Linked DNA regions of Mus musculus: region 1 is linked to region 2. The links are chromatin contacts, called in public promoter capture Hi-C maps. All regions are on one chromosome and are shown on one strand. Each heading gives the region's core, a stretch centred on a gene start, on an enhancer-like site or on the middle of the called end of the contact. The rest is flanking DNA. Distances are from core to core; before and after follow the strand shown.

Evidence for each region. Capture Hi-C pulls out chosen DNA fragments and counts their contacts.
Region 1: a promoter capture Hi-C map of pancreatic islet shows a contact between it and region 2. The contact joins the promoter of Klhdc8a here to the promoter of 4833413N01Rik in region 2. A contact is called at or near these places in 5 of 39 promoter capture datasets (the SN4741 cell line, cranial neural crest, hematopoietic stem and progenitor cells and 1 more), 2 of 115 datasets of contacts at active chromatin or transcription factors (embryonic stem cells and pancreatic cancer cells) and 2 of 9 other capture datasets (embryonic stem cells and pancreatic islet).

The regions. Positions count from the first base shown.
Region 1 is chr1:132,297,132-132,302,142 of GRCm38.p6, reverse strand. It overlaps Klhdc8a (kelch domain containing 8A), which reads right to left and starts at 3,517. Exons shown (of 5, transcript NM_144810.5): 1 at 2,491-3,517. The coding sequence starts at 2,866. It overlaps Gm51645 (a long non-coding RNA gene), which reads right to left. Exons shown (of 4, transcript XR_003947998.1): 4 at 4,762-5,011.
Region 2 is chr1:132,074,773-132,079,716 of GRCm38.p6, reverse strand. 4833413N01Rik (a long non-coding RNA gene) reads right to left here and starts at 2,190. Exons shown (of 2, transcript XR_878526.3): 1 at 2,155-2,190; 2 at 1-1,144.

The DNA.
Region 1 (5,011 bases), core at 2,268-4,767, 220 kb before region 2:
CTGACTCCTAGCAACTCTCAGATCATTCTCCAGCTGGTGAAGTCGGTTAGAACTAGAGTTAGCCCCACTCACTGGCCTACACACTGGGTTCTCAGTGGTTCTGTCTGCTACTCCGGTGGGGAAATGGCATCTTCCTTCACAGGTATAGAGCCTGCAGGATATGGAAGGCACCTGTGCTGAATGGAAAGAGGCCAGATCTGAAAGAGGAGGAGGAGGCAGCGGCAGTGGCGGCTTTAGGGAACTGACCCTTCAGAAACCTTGGCCTGAGAGCAGGGAGTCTCCACCTTTCTCTTCTGCTCTTGGCAGTGGGTAGCTTTCTGGGGCCTCGGCACACTGTACCCAAGAGCATGGGCAAACATTTGTGCTTCCCTAGATTTTGTCCAAATGGGTCCTTTTCTCAGGGATCTTCAGTTCCTGCATGGAGTTTTTGCTCCCAGCAGCCCTCCTCACGGCCCTCCTCACAATGGCTCCCTGACTGGTTACCACTGCAGGAAGTGAGCCTTATTTCCCACTAGCCCCAGACATCCTGGGAGGGGATCCTAGCCCTCAGCCTAAGGCTGGGGCAGGACTTGATGATAAGCACCTGATTAGCACCAATTCCACCTTCTCTTCTGGAAACACCCCCTTCTGGAAAGACTCTAACCACTCCACAGTCATTCAGCTCTGGGCTCAGTTTGGACCCACCCTCCTTCATCTGGGTTCTCTGAGCTTCAAAGTGGGGCCCAGAGGACTTGGCTGGGTGCCTCCCAAGTGATGGCATCACCATTGCTCTCTAGTCACATGTAACTGATACCAGTTTGATATGTTTCTCCCAATACACTGCAGATTGAGAATCTGTTCATCTACGAAACCAGCACAAGCAGCCGGCATTAAACATCTTCCAGCCTAACCGTCGAGCGCATTTGGCTTTATGGAGCACAGGCATGGTCATTACTTACTATCTATTTAACCTCAGAGAATTAACCTTTCTGGGCTTCATGCTGCTGCTTCTAAAATAAGAATGAAAGCAGCACTTATCTCATTGGACATGTTGAAAGTCCAAAGGGACAAAGCACCAAATGGGAAGCCTTAATTCTTAACTTACAGCATAATTTATTGAAGCTAGAGATGGGGTGTGGTCTATACTCATTATTCTCAGTGTGCCCAGGGGTGTCTAGGCCTTAATTTTTTCTTAAAAAAAAAAAAAAATAAGGTCTCACTATGTCGGGTCTTACTATGTAGCTTGATCTCATAAGCCTTCTGCTCTAGCAGAGGCAAGTTTTTGGTTTTGTTTTGCTTTGCTTTGTTTTTTCAAGGCAGAGTTTCTCTGTGTAGTCTTGGCTATCCTAGAACTTTGTAGTCCAGGCTAGCCTCTGAGATTCGCCTGCTTCTGCCTCCCAAGTACTGGAATGAAAGGTATGCACCACTAAACTCTACTGCCAGGGAAGTCTTGAATTTGCCACTCTCTGCCTCAGCCTCCAGAGTAGCTAGGATTACAAGCCTTCAGCACCAGGCCTGGCTTTTCACCCTCTTGACAGGCAGGTCACAGAAACCCTATTGTCTACCCTGCTTGAGGGGGTTCTGGGCCCCAGCTTCTCCACAATCATGCTCAGAGCCCAAATTTTCTACCCTTTTCCTTCCTTCCCAGGGTCTAAGACTGTTCCAGGGGCAAACCAGATGCTTAAGAAAAGCTGTTTTCTGATCTGGCCGTGTGTTAGCCAGTCAGCTGGGGTATAATAGTAAAAGAGACAGGGACGGATGGGAAAGCGAAAGGTCACCCCACCGAGCCTACGGTGTGGAGGCAACTGTATATGAACTTGGGGTCTCTTAACTCCCATTCTCACAAAACTTTGTGTGTTTAGCAAAACTGCAGTTGGATCCCCTCGACATCACAGACTGTATTAGGCCCAAGAAGAGTGAAATGAAGGCTTTGAGAAAGTGAGAATTTTAAAACCACATGCAAGCAAGAGAACCTGGATAATAATGCAACATGAAACAAGCTTTTGGGACATTCTGACCCCCACTCAGTAAGTCTGAAACTGCAGTCAGAAGTAAACGAAGATCCTGGGATCAGGTCTCAAAGCCTCCTTGGGGGCCTGGTAATGGTAGAAGGATGGGGTGAGCATCCTCAGGGACCTACACAGGTAGGTTTGGGGGAGGGGACAGGCGGCCAAGGGCAAATGTGGTCATTCGGCTGAATGCCAGGGTCTGCAGAGTCATTGCAGATAACCCCGTGGCTCACACCTTGGCTCTCCCTCTGCAGTGGCCTGCCCAGCTTGCTGGAGCTGACTCCTGGCATCAGATGGAATTCCTAGACATTTCACCTGCTCAGTGTCCCTTTCCAATCTGTAAAGTAAGGGCAGTGGGTCTCTAGTTTTAGTGCTTAATGTAAGGCTCGAATGTTATAGGGAATGTGTATTGGCCACCCAAATCATGTTGCCTTACACCCGTGTCCCCCGTGACCCTTTACTTTCTTCCCTAATGCCCACCCTCAACCCTGGCCCCACTTGCCTTTGGCTGTGACAGAAATGCCCATGGCAGCCTCGCGCAAGACGCTTCTCTTCTTCCACTTGCCCTCATCGATGTTGTACATTTCCACGACCTTCACAGGCAGTTGATTGGTGCCCACACCCCCGATCACCATAATCCGCTTTCCTAGGGCAGTGATCGCTACCCCGGCCCGGGCTGTGGGCAGGGAGGGCAGGGAGGTCCACTGGTCGGCCTCGGGGGAGTAGACCTCGAAGCAGTCCATAGGGACGCCATTGTCATCACATCCCCCGATGGCATAGACCTGCCCCCCAGTCTCCAGCAGTGAGCAATAGACCCGGCGGCTAGGCAGTGGAGCAAGGCGCTTCCACTGAAAGTCCTTGACATTGGGCACTTCCATGGCAGCCCGGGGGAGGGCCCTGCTCGAGCGCCCCCACAGCGTCCGGGCAAGGTCCAGCCCCGGGGCCCGCGGGCTACACGGCGCCGGTCGGCGCGTCCCCTCTCTCAGCCTCCATCTCGCGCTGCACGGGCTCCCTGCCGACGCCCGCTGGCTTCTCCGGGTCCCTTGGGTGTCAGCGGGGCAGCGACGTCCACGCCTGGCTCCGCGGAAAGAACCTGGCGAATCTAGGGCAGCAGGGCGCCGGCGGTAGCTCACCCTTGGTCAACTTTGCAGGATGCGCCCCGCCCCCGCCCGGTCCCCCGGAGCTCGGAGCCCACCCCACCGCGCGTGGGCGCCGCGCTCGCCCAGCACTAGCTCCCGGGCGGCGCCTACAGCCGCGCGAAGCTTTCACGGTCCGCCTGGCAGCCGCGGAGCGGAGGACAGCGCTCCCTGCCCTTCCCAGCCCGCACGCCGCCGTCACCCGCGCAGGAGAGCGGTCGCCAGAAGCCGAGCTCCGGCCGGAGGACGCGGGTTCCCCGCACCGCCTCCCCGCAGCTTCCACACCTGGGCAGGAGCCCACGCGCCCCGAGGCGGAGGCTGTGGCCTGTGCGTCAGCCCCGGGCGACCAGGGCGAGCGAGGGCAGGGCCTGCAGTGTCTACAGGGTCGGAGACAGCCGGAGCAGGAGCCGGGTGCCCAGATGACAGGCAGATCCTGCCAGCGTGGGGGCGGGCGTTTGCGAGTGTTTGTTTTGGGTGAGGAGGCGGAGAGGCCAATTACCCGGTTTGTCTACAGTACACAGACCCAGTTCGTGACAGGCTGGCTTTGTTTGGGGGGAGGTATGCTCACATGGTCTAACCTCAGAAGCCAGTTAGGAGGCACAGATGTGGCAGGGATCTGCCGATCTAACAATTCTCACTCGTGTGCATGTAATTCACACAGAATCTTCTTTCCCTCCTAAGTGGAGACGTCCACAAAGCCTCAAATAAAGTCACAGACAGGGAAACCACAGCTGAACACACCAATAGACAAGCTGGGAGGACCTCACCTTCCAAACCCTTGTGCATCTGTAGTGTGCAAACCTGATTAACAAATCCCGGCCCTTAGCAGCAACTGCAGGACTGGGTGGATGGTCTCTCAAACCACCCAGCAACAGACCCTTCAGAACTGTAGTACCCAGTAATTCAAGTACCCATGATATACCGGACCACCTAGCAGTGTCTCCCCAAGCCCACGGGGTCCTCCTCTCTGGCTTCCTTCCATTCAGAAAGGCTCAAGCTCGGGAACCTGACAGACTGCTGTTCAAATGTTTGCTCTGGAAAACTTAGCTTCAGTTTCTACTCTGAGTCTGTGAGTGAGTGTGTGTGTGTGTGTGTGTGTGTGTGCGCGCACACACACACACACATACACATACTCACGTGCTTATATGTTGGTATGCATTTCCTCTCACTGTTGGGGATGGATCTCAGAGATGTGCACACGCTAGGCACTAAACTTTTATTTGTGATAAACTATAGAGTCACATGTGGTTGTAAGAAAGGAGTATTCTTTATCCGGTTTTTCCCAGTATTAAAATCCCACCAAGCTATAGGACAATGCCATAAACAGAGTATATTTTCATTACAGGGCTCCCACGTCACCTTTTGATATCTGGTAGGAGGACTCTATGATCCCCAGCCCCTGACAGCCCATGTCTGAAGCCTTGTCATTTCAGCCACGTTGTACAAGGGGCTGGGAATGGAGCTCACTCCTGGAGTATCATTGTTGAAAGAATCAATAGCTCTCTCTCTCTCTCTCTCTCTCTCTCTCCCTCCCTTCACCCCCTCTTTGTTTTCCTCAGTATGCCTGGAACTCACAATCTCCCTGCTATAGCCTCCAATTCTCCTCCCCACCCCACCCCCCAGCTTCCCATTTATTGAGGAAGGGTCTCTCACAGAAATCCACCTGCCTTTGCCTCCTAAATGCTGGGATTAAAAGTGTATGACTCTTCATCAGATTTTTTCCCCTTTATTTCTTTGTAATGTTCCGTGGTTGTAAGGTTTGTGAAGGCTGAGTGAGGTGATGTAGGGACTGTTTATCAAGTGTGATGCTTATCACCTTACCTTCTAACACAGAACCAGGGCCTGGGACATTCTTCCCAACACTCACACTGAGACTGTGAATTCTGG
Region 2 (4,944 bases), core at 941-3,440:
CACCAAACATCACAAAACAAATTACAAGACTGTAAAACCCAAACAATGTGACCTTGACATAAAAACAGATCTTTCAGTGGGGTGTGGGAGCTCCCACACTCTTATAATCCTGGCCCTTGGGAGGCAGAGACAAGAGGCTTGCCACAAATTCAAGGTGTCTATGGATTACATAGTAGTAAATTCCAGGCTGGCTGGCCAGTGCTACAAAGATAAATGAGACAATGTATCTCAAAATAAAGAAATAAGTTTTTAAAGGTCATGCACAAAAAGAGACAAAGGCACTCCATGGTTTTATACGTAATTGGAGAGCAAAACTGTGCCCCCAGGGCTAGTGGTGACATTCAGTGGTGATGTAGGTCACCTAGGATGGATCCCTAGCAATACAAAAACAAAAGTTAATGTAAAACTACAGAGCAGGACCAGCAAGATGGCTCATGTGGTAAGGACATTGGTGCCCTGGACTTATGTGCTGGAGGGAAATTTGAATGTGATGTAGTATATAATACTTGTAATAGAATTAAACAAGCTCAGAGATAGTATTTAGAGAATAGATTGTTAGCATCTATCAAAAAAAATTTTTTTTTAAAAAATGAACAGAATAGAGAGCTTATAGTCCCTCATGAGGAAAAGCTAGTACCGGAGCTCAACACAGGAGAGTGGAGGTGGGACCTGAAGCAGAGCCATGCAGAACACTGCTTTTGGCTTTCTCAGCCTGCTTGGCTGGCTTGGACCAAGCTGGTCTCAAACTCACCTCTAGATGCCTGCTGCTGCCTCCTAAATGCTGGGATAAAGATATGTATACCTGTGCACAGCCTTCAGCTTGCTTTTGCATCCGACCCAGGACCACCTGCCCAGGGGTGGCATCACCCATAGACTGTCCCCTCGCACAACCTTCATCAGTTAAGAAAATGTCTCGTAGACTTGCCTGCAGACCAGTCTGGTGGAGGGATTTTCTCAGCTGAGGTTCCCTCTTCCCAGATGATCTTAGCTTGTGACAAATAGACCAAAAAAAAAAAAAAATACGGAACACAGTATGTGTGTATTGAAATATCACAGCATATGGCATGGATGTGACAGTTGTGCAGAAGTTGAAGTTGTTCACATGCAGAGATAAAGTCCTTCAGAAGTCATTCAGGAGCACCTCCTAAGAGATAATAAGCATAGAAGGCACTGAGCCATACAGAACACAAGGCAGATGAACATGAAAAGCCCTGAGATACCACTGTTCCCCAATAGGATAGTTAACATTAACATGACCCTAAAGGACAAATGTTGAGAAGGCTGTGGGAACATTAGTAAACCAGGACAATCTTCCCACTAGCACAGCCACTGTGAAAAGGCATGGTGGCATCTGCATAGCATTCTGACCTAGCAACTCCATTTCTGGGCATAGAGTCAAAAAAAATGAGAGCCACCACCCACCAAAAGACAAAACATGGGTGTTCAGAAGAACCTATTTGTTGTGGATTCTATTTGAAAATAGTCTGAATATCTATCAAACTGGGGGCAGGGAACCTCACTCTGAAGACCAGGCTGGCCTTGAACTCTCAGAGATCAGCTCTACATGGTGCGTCCACAGAAGAAGCTATTCCTTGGCAATGAAAAGGAACCAGACACAGACACTCTCTCACAGACATCATTGAACAGGTGTTCTGGTGCTTTTTGGGTGGTCTCTAGAAATATCCTAGACCTTGATCTGATCAGAGGTCACAGGGATGTGTCCACATGTCAAAATTCACAATGTTGGGCTTTTTTTTTTTTTTAATACTTACACATTAAAATGTATGCAAGTTTAACTTCCTTTAAAAAGTAAATAAGCTTAAGTGTGTAACTCTGTGGAAGAGAGCTTGCCAAGTACATACAAGACCCTGGGATCACTGGGTGATGGTCGCACACACCTTTAATCTCAGCACGTAGGAGTCAGAGGCAGGTGGATCTCTGTAAGTTCAGGGCCAGCCTAGTATACAGAATGATTTCCAGGACATCCAGGGCTACACAGAGAAATCCTATCTTGAAAAACAAAACAAAAAACAAGAACAAGTTTTTAGAACAGAATAAGCTTGCTTGTCAGGTGTCTTAGTTAGGGTTTTACTGCTGTGAACAGACACCAAGACAACTCTTATAAAGGACAACATTTAATTGTGGCTGGCTTACAGTTTCAGAGGTTCAGTCCATTATCATCAAGGTGGGAGCACAGCAGCATCCAGGCAGGCATGGAGCAGGAGGAGCTGAGAGTTCTACATCTTGTTCAGAAGGCAGCAAGGAGAAGACTGATTTCCAGGCAGCGAGGAGGAGGGTCTCTCAAAGCCCATCCCCTCTAACAAGGCTGCACCTCCTAATAGTGCCACTCCCTGGGCCAAGCATCTTCAAATCACCACATCAGAATTTCCAGAATAAAGGTAGGAATGGTGATATATGCCTATAATCCCACGACTCTGGAGGCTGAAGCAGGAGGATCTTGAGTTTGAGGCAGTTCTGGGCTACACTACAAAATCTCATCTCAAAAACAAATGAACAAAACCAAAGCCCAGGGGTGGAGATGTCGCTCAGTTGGTCAGTACTGGCCTAGTATGCATGAAACCCTGAATTCCATTCCCAGCACCTTATAACCCCACACACCTATAACCCCAAAACTGGGATCCAGGCCTCTTGCTCAAACAAACAAGCCAAACAAAATAACCATGACAAAACCACCTACACACTAGACTTTCCAGAATAAAAGAGACCATTGTTAGGAGCCCTGAGAGCATCATTTTAGAAGTCACTGGCCATCAGAGCACCCCTCAGAGGTTAGGTGATACAGGACTCTACGGTAAATGAACGGCTGCAGGGTGTGAGAGCTGCCTGAGAATCAGAATCTCTGGTGTTTTCAAAGAGCAATGGGTACTGTTGAGAAGTCTATGGGAGGCAAACTTCCTCCTCATAGCTGCAAACCACTGACTATAAACCCCAGCCACCCCCCAAGCCTCTGAAGGCTGCTTAGACACTGCCACTGAGTCTCATCTTGTTTCTCTCCCAGCAAGACTTAGCATCTACATTTCTAGCAAGTTCTTCAGACATATTTTCGCTGCTAGGCCTCGCTTGTGTTTTGCCAAGCCAGGAGGGCTGTTTGTGTATGGTTGAATTCACGGGGGATTGCTGGAGATTGCTGGGGATGTAGTAGGGCAGAGTGCTAGCCTAGCACACACAAAGCCTTAGGTTCAGTCCTCAGCATTGTTTACACCAAGTTTGGTGGCGCATGCCTGCAACTCTAGTGTTCAGGAGGTGGAAGCCAGAAGGTCAGAAGTTCAAAGTCATTCTCTGTTACCTGTTGGGGAGAAGTGGGAGGGGGAGATAAACACAAACTAGAAGGACTGGCTTCTCACATCCCATCCGAGAAAGGATTTCTGTTCCCTAATGAATGAATATATATATATATTTTTTCTTCATCCCCTCCCCCCCAAAACGAATTTATGGGGACTGGCGCCTATGCTGCCTTCTGTTGACATTTTCTCTCTGTAGGAGTCACAACTCTCGCCATTTTAGGACACTGGGTCTCCATTCCTGCAGATGAGACCCCTCTGGCCACAATCCTGGACACATTCAGGCTGTGACTGCAGGGCTTGGGGTGGAATTCTGCTTTCCAATGGGAGATCACATGGGACAATGTCAGAAGTCCTTTGGACTCTCCAAGCTGGGCTGGCTGCTGCTGGTTTTCACACTGGCACATACTAAGCACCAGTGAAACGCCAGGTCCCGTACAAAGGCTCTCCAGGGTGGTTTCCTTTTCTCTAAGGTAGTTTCCCACTCATCTCTCCTCTTCCCACCCCTCCTGTCCTCCTTGGCACCCGTGGTGACTACACCCTCCCCTTTGCAGGCAGGCTGGGCACGTGGACCTCACGTGGATGTTTTGTAACAGAGGCTCTCTGCGCACGCACCTGTGCAAAGGACCTGCCTCTGCTCTATTCGAGCTCATGTGTGGGAAGGTGGCCCAGCTATCAAGGTAATGCTCTTGGCAAACAAGCTATTTCACCTGCCCTGTGCCAACCCCAACCACCCCTCCCCCCCACAGCCTACCAAAGCTCCACACTGCTGCCACAAGGGCAGTGACGTGGCCGTGGCGATGGCTGTACTGAAGGCGGTGGAGGGGTGACATCATGCTTCAGGTTGCCCACAGGAATGGCAGAGTGTTCTGACTGACCTTGAACTGCAGACTTCTTAGTGCTGTTCCAGGCAGACCTGAGACTCTGCAGGGCTTCGGAGTTGCTTAGGTGATCCCGCCAAGCATAATGGCAGGCCCAAGCCCAGTGACAACCCCCTAAGCTGGGGGCATCAGTTGGTTTCTCCTAGTATATTATTTTACCTTGGAGGTTTTCAATTCTAACCAGATCAAGCTGGACAGTGTGGATTTACACACTAAGGAATCTGGAAGCAATGAGGGGCATAAAGGAGAGTGACAAGGGTGTGGTCAGTTTTCCCCCTCCCACTGACCTCTCCCACCCCTGTGTAAAGGACTGCAGGTTGAAGAAAAACGTTCGGTTATGCTCAGAATTTCAGTATGGTGAAGAACTGGGAGATCCAGGCACTCAGCAAGAACCAAACTCCATGTCCTTGTCCTTGAAGAGCATCAGTGAACAAGAATGATGATAGACCACCAGCCCTGGATAGTCAGGATAGTCAGAGGAGCTTCGGAATCGGTGGCTATTGGAAAAGAACAGGCTAAGCTCCAAGCTAGAACCCCTTCATTCCTGTGTAATATTTTCTCCCAGGTTTTTTACATTTTGGGGAGAGGAATGCCCCAAATACCTCCTTAGAACTTGTAAGAGATGGGAGAGGGTGGCAACTCTCTTCCAATTTTTAAGAAGAAAATCATAGGTGAGGTCTTTAATGAGACCTTTGATGAGACTACAGATGAAACCCGAGACCTTACCCACTTTAGGCACTGCTCTATCAATGAGCTACACC